Regions from separate parts of the Sus scrofa genome. Here region 1 is linked to region 2. A link is a contact called in public HiChIP or PLAC-seq data. All regions are on one chromosome and are shown on one strand. The core of a region is the stretch at or near the end of the contact, and the rest is flanking DNA. Distances in the headings are between cores, read along the strand shown. Region 1 overlaps SLC12A8 (solute carrier family 12 member 8). Region 2 has its middle 41 kb from the start of ZNF148.

Region 1 (4,387 bases), core at 1,212-3,711, 270 kb after region 2:
GGAGATGGCCCCTGCAGCCCTCCCTGTTGTTCCTGCAGCTCCTGGAGACTTACTCCTGAGACCCTCCTCTCCCTGACCAGTGCTCGCCAAGCCCTGTTCTCCTAACTTTGCCCCCTTTACCTCCTGCTTCCCTCCATCTCTACCACCTGACCACTCTGGTCCAAGCTTCATCTCTCGGTTGGATAACCGCAGCGGCTCAGACCTGACCCCCCTTGGAGGCTTGGTCACAGGAATCACAGGAATGAGGCTGGAGCTGGGCCTCGGTAGTGGCAGATAGAAGCTTGTTCTACGAGTCCAGGTGCGCCAGAAACAGTGCGCTTCATTCATCTCAGTGAAGTGGAAAGAGAGAGTGACTCTGAGCCTGCCCTCTGCCAGGATGACTGAAAGCACGTCCATCATTCATCGCGTCTCCGCCTCACCCTGCCATTCCGCCCCAGCGTCCTAGAGTCTTACTGAGGGCCAAGGCGTGTTGAGGGGCTCTGGCCTTTCATCATCTGTGCTCAGCGCCAGGCCCTCCCCTTGCCCCGTCTGCTGAGCCCTTCAGGTTTGTGCTCTCAACTGCTTCTGAGCTACTTTGGGAGACTGGAAATCTGCTGAGCCTGGGAACCCTATGCTTAGAATCTGTGTACTTCTCAGACCCTCTTTTCTGGCATCTTGCCGGATTCCCACCAGCGCTGCCAGGGTATAGGTCTCAGGTCCCCGTTGTTTCAGATCCTGTGGGCCTTTCTCCTTCCCCAGCTCCAGGGGCAATCCGCTGTTCCAATAAGGGGACATTGCTGTCCAGGGCTAGCTTTGCGGACAGGCATGGATGTAGGCATTCACGCTGGGTCCCAAGCTCAGAAGGGCCCCATACTTGGTTTAATGCTTTACTGTGGCTCAAATTCGTAATAATTTTTGAACAGATGTCTTACATTTTTATTTGTTCTGGGCTCTGCAAACTATATAGTATGCTGGTTTCATCCCCCAAGGCTTTCCCCTGTCATTCTGCAGCTTCTTTCCTGCTTCCTCAACCCTGTACAATTTCCTAAGGGCCCGGGCTTCTGAGAAACGGAACCCCAAACCGTGCTCAGGCATATTCTGCTGCTGCTTCACCACGCATTTCCTCTAAGGCAGTAGAATAAAGGTCAAGTTCCTCTTGAGTGGACAGAAAAGGAAAGGGGAAAATAAAATAGAGGAAAAATCTTAGAAGTTAACATCTGAGAGTATTCTCCAGCCCCTCCCATTCCCCATCCCCCACCCCCATCCTCATCACCATCTACTTCCAGCCTCCCCACCAACCCTCCAAGAAGCTTCCCACCCAAGTGTGTGTTTCCTCAGGCCTGGCCGTGAGTCAAGCACCGCTGGGCACGGGTGCCAGGTTAGCAGTGACCCCTGAGGCAGGGCTGTGGGCCTCCGAGGCGGCCAGCACCCCTGGGGAGGTTACCTCAGCCATGGGACCCTGCCAGGCCTCCTCCACGCTGCTAGCACATTGTCCCTTAAGAGAAGCCCGGTTTGGAAGGGGGAGGGGGTGGGGAGCCCCCCCTCCCTCATGTCCTCTTCCAGTAAGGAGTTCACAGTGGCCTGAGCTTGGAAGCCTAGTGCTTGAGCTGGAATAACATTCCAGATCAGCTGGTCCAGCAACTGTCAATGTTTTGTCTTTTACTCCATCTTCATTTTTGGTAATCATACTGAAAACCGCACGACCCTGGAAATTCTCATGTGCCTCCCTGGACCAGAGAGAGGTGTCTTTGTCCTTCCTTTGGGAATGATTGCTGCCTGAGAATACTCATCAAGCTTTATTTTTTTGTGGCTTAAATTATAAAAAAATCATTTTGTAATATTCCAAATATGAAATGATACTATTGAATAAGCTGTCTACACAAGCCTCTTTTACCTCACCCCACTCCCCACCCCCTCCAGGCACAACCAGGTTGAGAATCACTGATCTGACCCTTTATTTGACCACCGGGGAAAGGAGGAAGGCAAAAGAACTTATGAAAGATCGTGGAAGGTCACCCAGCTAATTAGTGACTGGAGTTGGGCCACCATCCTGCTGTGGAGACTTGCCTTCCCTGGCTCCCTCTGTTTTTCAGGGGGTCCCAGTGTAAACAGGGTAGGCAGGTCAGCAATTTGTATCGCTTGGCTTTCCCCTGGCAGATGTTCCATTAAGCTATGAAAAGCATGGATGATTGGCAGTTTCCATGGTGATGGATTTGCCAAGGATTAGCTCTGAGTGAGTCATGGCTGGGGCTCCCTCCAACGCCATCCTTTTCTGGAATAAGAGAACCTCCAGATTGTAGGCAGGGGAGAGGATTTTAGAAGAACGGACACTTCAGTCCCCTGCCCCGCATCCTCATCTCTGGCCAATGACATTTTATTTAGGTTACTTTGGAGATTTTTATCCCAGGGGCAGGAGACCTCCTGGGAAGAGCAGCTGAAGCCGGGGCTTTCCGTGGCTCCTCTGGGTTTCTGAAGCAAGGTCTCAGTCTGTCCTTCTCACTGCGCTGCACCACGCCCTGTGGTGGGGGCTGCAGGGTGGGGCTGGGGCCTTGGAAGACTCTGCGTTTGCTTTCTCTCTGAAAGTGCTTTCTTTCCCCGAGGTATACCAGCAAACTTCCCTGAAAAACAAACGTCTCTCCCTATAGGGTTTACACACACACACATGCAGCCACTCCACGGATCCACGGTAAATACATGGAGGAACTAGGAAATGGAAATTCACTAGGAATAATACCATTGTGTGAAGTCATGTAACCCTCGTCCTCAAATCTCAAACTCTTACTGGAAGGGATGAGGGCCTCTTGTGGTTGACCACACCCAGCATAAAAATGTAGCGGGGAAACCAGCAGCCTTTACCAGAATATCCACAGTTACCTTTGTGGTCCAGAGCCCTGCTATTTCTGTGACACCCTTTGACCTCCCTGTGCCTGATTCCACCCCTCACCCCCCTCCACCCTAACACACACACACACACACACACACACACACACACACACACACACACACACACACACACACACACACAGAGTCTCTGGGATGCTCAGCTCTGAGCATCAGCCCTGGCCCTGCCTCCAGGCTCCCTTCTGCATTCATCTCCTCCCAAGGTATGTCCTAGGTCTCCTCCTAAGTTATGTGTCTCGTGAATGAGAGAACAAGGACCTGCTGGGCCAGAACGGGGTCCTGGTTTAAGGAACAAAAAGCCACAATGAAGTACATTATTCTAAAACCCCACGCACCCCACTGCATTGTGACAGACATGTGAATAGGAACAGGAGAAAGGAAGGAAGCTTTATCATTATTTTGCTTGTGTGTTTTGCAGTTTCACTTATAGCATTAGTTTATAATTTTATCAAAATTATTAGAACATCTGTAATAATCTTTATCACTACAATAGCGGATGACATCGAGCACCGTGCTGAGCATGTTACAGTAGTCTTTCATTCAAACCTCAACTTGGCCCCACTGCTTCTGTCAGATGCAGGTTTACCATGAAGCTAATGAAGTCTGGGCTTTAGGGTCCCTCGCTTGCATGATCTCCATCTAAGGCCCTATTCATAACTCTGTATTTTTTTAAAAAGTTTCAGGCCCCACAGAGCCTGGATCCTCCCATGGGTTCTATGACTAATCCATTTTACAGATGAGGAAACAAGAATACAGACAGGTGATTTCCCAAGGTCATGCAGACAGAAAATGATGAACCCCATTGCTCCATGTGCTTTTGAGAGGATGCTGGAAGAGAGGACACAGAAGCCAGCAAACCTTGTTGGAGTCTCAGCGTCCGAATGTCCCATTTTTTGACATTGTCTCAGCAGCGTCTCCTGAGCATCGAGAGGGTGGGGGACAAGTTTGGCCTCCAAGAATAGAGTGCAAGAGGGGATGAAAGATTCCTATAGGATCAGCTGAATAAACAAACCAATCAGCCAGATGTGGAGGAGGAGTGGTGTTTTAGAAATCAGGTGGAAGGTAAGGAGAGGCAGCCAGAGTCCTTAGGAACCCAAGGGGATTCTGAGCGAGAAAAGGAGCCCTCTTCCCTGAGTAGGCATTTCTTTAGCACCTACTAGGTGCCAGGTGCCCTGCTAGATGCCTTATAAATCTCCTGCGAGGTCAGTAATCTTATCCCCATCTGCAGATGAGGAGGCTGAGGCTCAGAGCCACACTGCCTCCAAAGAGCAACAAAAGGCAGCAGGTAAGGCTCCGTCACTTCAGTGCCTGGGCGTTCTGCCTTAATGGAAAAGAGAAATAATACATTTATGAACTTTTTGAAAGATGAAAGAAACCAGGCAGCAGAGAAACAAATGGAAAGAGAAAATCGAGGGCTTCTGAGGTCACAGATTTGGATCAAGAAGCTCCCAGGAGGAAGCTTGGAAGTTCTTTAAGAAAGAGTAAGTAGTCCTTTAATAAACAACTA
Region 2 (4,713 bases), core at 1,903-4,402:
GCTGTGACTGTGGCGTAGGCCGGCAGCTGTAGCTCCAATTAGACCCCTAGCCTGGGAACCTCCATATGCTGCAGCTAGGACCCTAAAAAGAGAAAAAAACAAAACAAAACAAAACATTAAAATAATAATAAAATAGTGGTGCATCTGTGGGAGTGGTGAGGTCCAGGGCAGCTGGCCCTGGGATACTCAGGTTAAAAACAGCCTATCCTCCTGGAGCACCAATTTTGTTAGAAGTTTTAAGGGAGGGGGACACATTTTTGTCTGGAACACATTATGAAACAGACTGTAATTCACATGGATTTTAAATATAAATTGCAAATCCTCAAACAAATTTTAGCTTACAGCTGGCCTTTTTGGGCTACAACATCTTCTCACCCACCTCCAGCTTGTATTCACGTGAGGGTGCTTTTGTGGCAAAGCTGAAAAAGCACGAGATCTGAAAGCGCCGGGCTGGTGCTCTAGCTCCCCAGATGAGTGGAAGAAAAGAAAAAAAAATATGATCAGAAGCCAAAAGACTTGGAACCTACTCTCATCTGTTTGCACAGATACCTTCCCCAGGTTAGGAGACCACATCTTGTCGTGTCCTTTTTACGGCAAGTTCACAGAAAGCCACCCTGGCCCATAGGGTTAACAGGATTTCTTTATAAACTGTTTGAATGTAGTAAGGGGTCTGAGCACCGGGTCCCAATGTGTGGCAGAGGTGGGTGTGTGTGGGGTGTTTCCCCACACCGACAAGCAGTTCTCCCACAACAGCTGGGTGTCCCACGATTCAGCTCGGTCTCCCTGACCCTGTCTACCTGGAGGTAGAGCCGGATCCCACAGGTACGGGGCTCAGTCCCTCAAGATGCCCCCACCCCCCACCCCGGATCAGTCACAAATCCACTTTGCCGCCTGTGCTTCAGACTTCCTGGCTATAGGTTGGAGGTTCCAACAACCCCTACTCTAGGTTCAATTAATTTGCTAATGGGGCTCAGAGAACTCAGAGAAACATTTTACTGGCTCGACGACCAGTTAATTATGAAAGGATATGACTCAGGAACAGGCAGATGGAAGAGATGCAAAGGGCAAGACTTGGAAAGGACTTGGAGCGTCCACGCCCTTTCCATCTCCCCCCAACTCCGTATGGTCACCAACTGCAGCGCTCTCGGCACCCTGGCCTTGTGGGTTTTCATGGAGGCTTTTCATTATATAAGCACGAGGGATTCAGTCACTGGCCGTTGGCGCTTGAACTCAGTCTCTAGCCGGCAGGGAGTAAGACTGAAACTTTCAACCCTCCACTCACAAGGCTGCCTCCTCGGGTTGCCAGCACCCTTTCAGGTGCTTTCCACAAATTGCTTCATTAGCATAAAGTCAGTTGTGGTTGAAAGGGACGTGTTATGAATAAAAAACAGGACGCGTATTTCACCTTTATGGCACTGAAGCAATTTGAGGAACTGAGGAAAGCGATCGAATATTACAACAAAAGATGATCTCATGGCTCGTCCAGCTCCGGAAATTCCAAGGGTTTGGGGAGCTCTGTTCCAGACCAAATATCTGCTTTTTATGAATCACGATATTACAGATAGTCAATGTCCCTCGATACCCTTTCTATGACGACTCACATCAATTCCTGCTTGATTTTGGATCTCGGAAAAAGCTGCCTCCGCAAAAGAATTCGTTTGAATTCTTTGTCTTGTTGGACAATGGAAATTATGTAACTTAATGTGTTTCTTTCTGCTTCATTGCCAGACGTGCTAGAACCAAATTTCTCAGGTCTTGTAATACTTTCCGCTCTGATGTCAGAAAATGCCTGCCTCTTCTGCCTCCTTCAGATGGACTCTGAGCTGTTTCGCCCTTATATGTCAAGTCTTACTCTGTGTTGTAAACAGTCAGCCAACTCGGGAAGCAAGCAGGGCACAGATTTTAATGTGAATGTTTTTTCAATCAGCATTTCGAGGTATGTGCTCAATTTACAGCTAAATTCAGATACAAGATCCATAATAATAATGATAGTAACTATAATTATTATCATTATTATTATTTTTCTTTTTAGGGCCGTACCTGTGGCATATGGAAGTTCCCAGGCTAGTGGATGAATCCGAGCTGTGGCCGCTGGCCTACGCCACAGTCACAGCAATGCAGGATCTGAGACGTGTCTGCCACCTACACCACAGCTCCTGGAAATGCTGGATCCTTAACCCACTGAGAGAGGCCAGAGATCAAAATCTCATCCTCATGTATACTAGTTAGGTTAGTTACCGCTTAGCTGCAACAGGAACTCCCCCAAAATTATTAACACGAACAAAAAGATAAGTCAAGCACTAGAGAGGAATAGCTGGGGTTTTTTTTGTTTGTTTTTTTTTTTTAAAGGAAAACCTGGAGTTCCTGGCATGGCACAGTGGAAACAAATCCGACTAGGAACTGTGAGGTTGCAGGTTTGATCCTTGGCCTTGCTCCGTGGGTTCGGCAGCTGTTGCTCCGATTAGACCCCTGGCCTGGGAACCTTCATATGCCATGGGTGTGGCCCTAAAAAAGCAAAAAAATTTAAAAAAATAAAAGGAAAACCTATGTAAATTCATATCATTATAAATAATACTGCAGTGAATATCTGTATCCATAATTCTCTGATTAGTTCTCCAAGGTCTATTTCTATGAGTGAAAGTGTTGCCCTTTTGCTGTAACTATTTTCAAGAGCACATTAATTTTCTATGGGTTTTAGGATATTTGGGGTCACAAGAGAGAGAGTAGAGTTAGTGACTGAGACCGTGAGCTCCAGAGTTCAAATTCTGGTTCTACTGGTTTCTGCGTGGGTTCAAATTCTGGTTCCACAAGTAAGTAGAATTAAAAGCTGGCTGCTTACCCCTAGTTCACTTTAGGAGATAATGGTAAACACAGTGGCCTATTCAGCAAGGAATCAAGTAGAAAAGAAAGAGCATGGACACATACAAACTAGAAAGCATAAAACAAAATGAAAGAGGCAAACCCAAATAAAATCACTATTAAAATAAATGTAGATGAGTTAAACTTGCTTGAATAAAGACAGTGGCTCTCAAATTGAGTCAAGAGTCAGAGAGATTGGCTGATTCCTCAACTTCAGCTAACTACTGGGTGACCTGGTCACCATGCCCAACTCACTTCCGTCACTTCTGTGGTCATGTCATGTAGGTGGTTGCTAAATCTGATGGAGTCTTTTCAGCCTTTGTCTTTCTTAACTTCTTAGAAATATATGATGCTATTAGTCATGCCCTTCCTATTGACACAAGCTCTTTCCTCGGCTTCTGGCTTCTGTAAAGCTGCATTCCTCCCCACCCTGTGGTGTTCTCCCTATCTTGTTAGCTATTCCTTCTAGGTGTCTTTTTCCTTTGCCTGTCCCTTCAGTGTTGGCGCTGTTCCTCAGGGTCTGCCCCAGGTGCTTTTCTTTCTCCACCTACATGTTCTCTCTGTACAATTCCCACCACTCCCAAAGCTTGGATTACAACCCATGCGCTGATGGATCTCAAATCTAGAATTCCAGTCTAGGTCTCAGGAGAGATCCTGAGCTGCAAATCTATGTATCCAATTGCATTTTGGTTATTGCCCTTTGGGAAATTTGTAGGAACCTCAAACTCAACATTACCCAACAGAACACTCATCTCTCATCCCTCTCACCTCTTTCTCCTGAGCCTAGTCGATGGCACCGCCTGGTTGCTAAAGTCAGAAACCTGAGATTCAGCTTTGACTCTCCTCTCCCTGACCACCCACATCAAATGAATCAGCCTCTCCTAAATATCTGCCACGTTGTCCATTTGCTTCTTTGAGTCCTCACTGCCAACATCCTCTTCGAGCTCACCACCCTTTCTTGCCTGGGCTATGGAACAGCTTCCTCAATGGCCTCCCAACCTTGAGTCATGCTACACTACAATCCCATGTCCATTGTACTCCGGAGTGTTTCTTCTATAGCAAAAAACTTTTTTTTTTTTTTTTTTTTTTGCTTTTTTTATGGCCACACCTATGGCACATGGAATTTCCCAGGCCACAGCCATGCGGGATCCGGGCCATTAGCTCCCAGCAACACTGGATCCTTAACCCACTGAGCAAGGCCAGGGATTTAACCTGCATCCTCATAAACACTAGTCAGGCTTGTAACCTACTGAGCCACAACAGGAGCTCTATAGCAAAAATTTTGACCATGACAGGCCCATGCTTAACATCCTTCAGTGCCAAAGCCCTTGATGACTTGCCACTGAACTTCTTTCATCTTAAGTGTGCCTTGCTCTTCTCACAATCAGGCCTTTGCACATGCTGTTCTTTCTCCCTAAAGTATTATTTGCAATTCTTTTCTTAGCTTACCTCCTCTCATTCTTCAGGTCTCAGAGTAAATACCACTTTCTCAGGAAAATCTTAAGTAGGTTAGACTTCCTGACCATGTGTTTCTTTAACACCCTATAATTTCTCTACTATTTATCACAAAAGTGTTGAAATTTCTTAATGTTCTCATTTCCCTGTCAAGCTGCAAAGTCCATGAAGATGAGAACTGTGTCCATCACTTTCATCACCATATACCATGTCTGTGCCCAGTAATAATCACTGGATGCTCAAGAAATAGCCATTGACTACATGGGCAGATATACAAAATTTTATATATCTTCACATTGCCTTTAATGGCAGAAAAACTTGAAAATCTTTTCAGAGCCACACCCGTGGCATAGGGAGGTTCCCAGGCTAGGGGTCTAATTGGAGCTACAGCTGCCAGCC

What was found. HiChIP or PLAC-seq counts read pairs in DNA pulled down with a chosen protein or histone mark.
Region 1: an H3K27ac HiChIP or PLAC-seq map of alveolar macrophages shows a contact between it and region 2. The contact joins two enhancer-like sites. A contact is called at or near these places in 2 of 2 datasets of contacts at active chromatin or transcription factors (alveolar macrophages and skeletal muscle).

What each region holds. Positions count from the first base shown.
Region 1 is chr13:135,193,305-135,197,691 of Sscrofa11.1, forward strand. The region is part of intron 6 of SLC12A8 (solute carrier family 12 member 8); the gene reads left to right. Among named protein-coding and RNA genes, the nearest start is that of HEG1, 73 kb to the right of the region's middle. Within about 2 kb of position 2,462, at least 29 of the 83 cell types and tissues checked have an H3K27ac peak or open chromatin away from gene starts, as enhancers often do. A contact at or near this core is called in alveolar macrophages, where this site is marked.
Region 2 is chr13:134,926,584-134,931,296 of Sscrofa11.1, forward strand. No RefSeq gene overlaps it. Among named protein-coding and RNA genes, the nearest start is that of ZNF148, 41 kb to the right of the region's middle. Within about 2 kb of position 3,153, at least 4 of the 83 cell types and tissues checked have an H3K27ac peak or open chromatin away from gene starts, as enhancers often do. A contact at or near this core is called in alveolar macrophages, where this site is marked.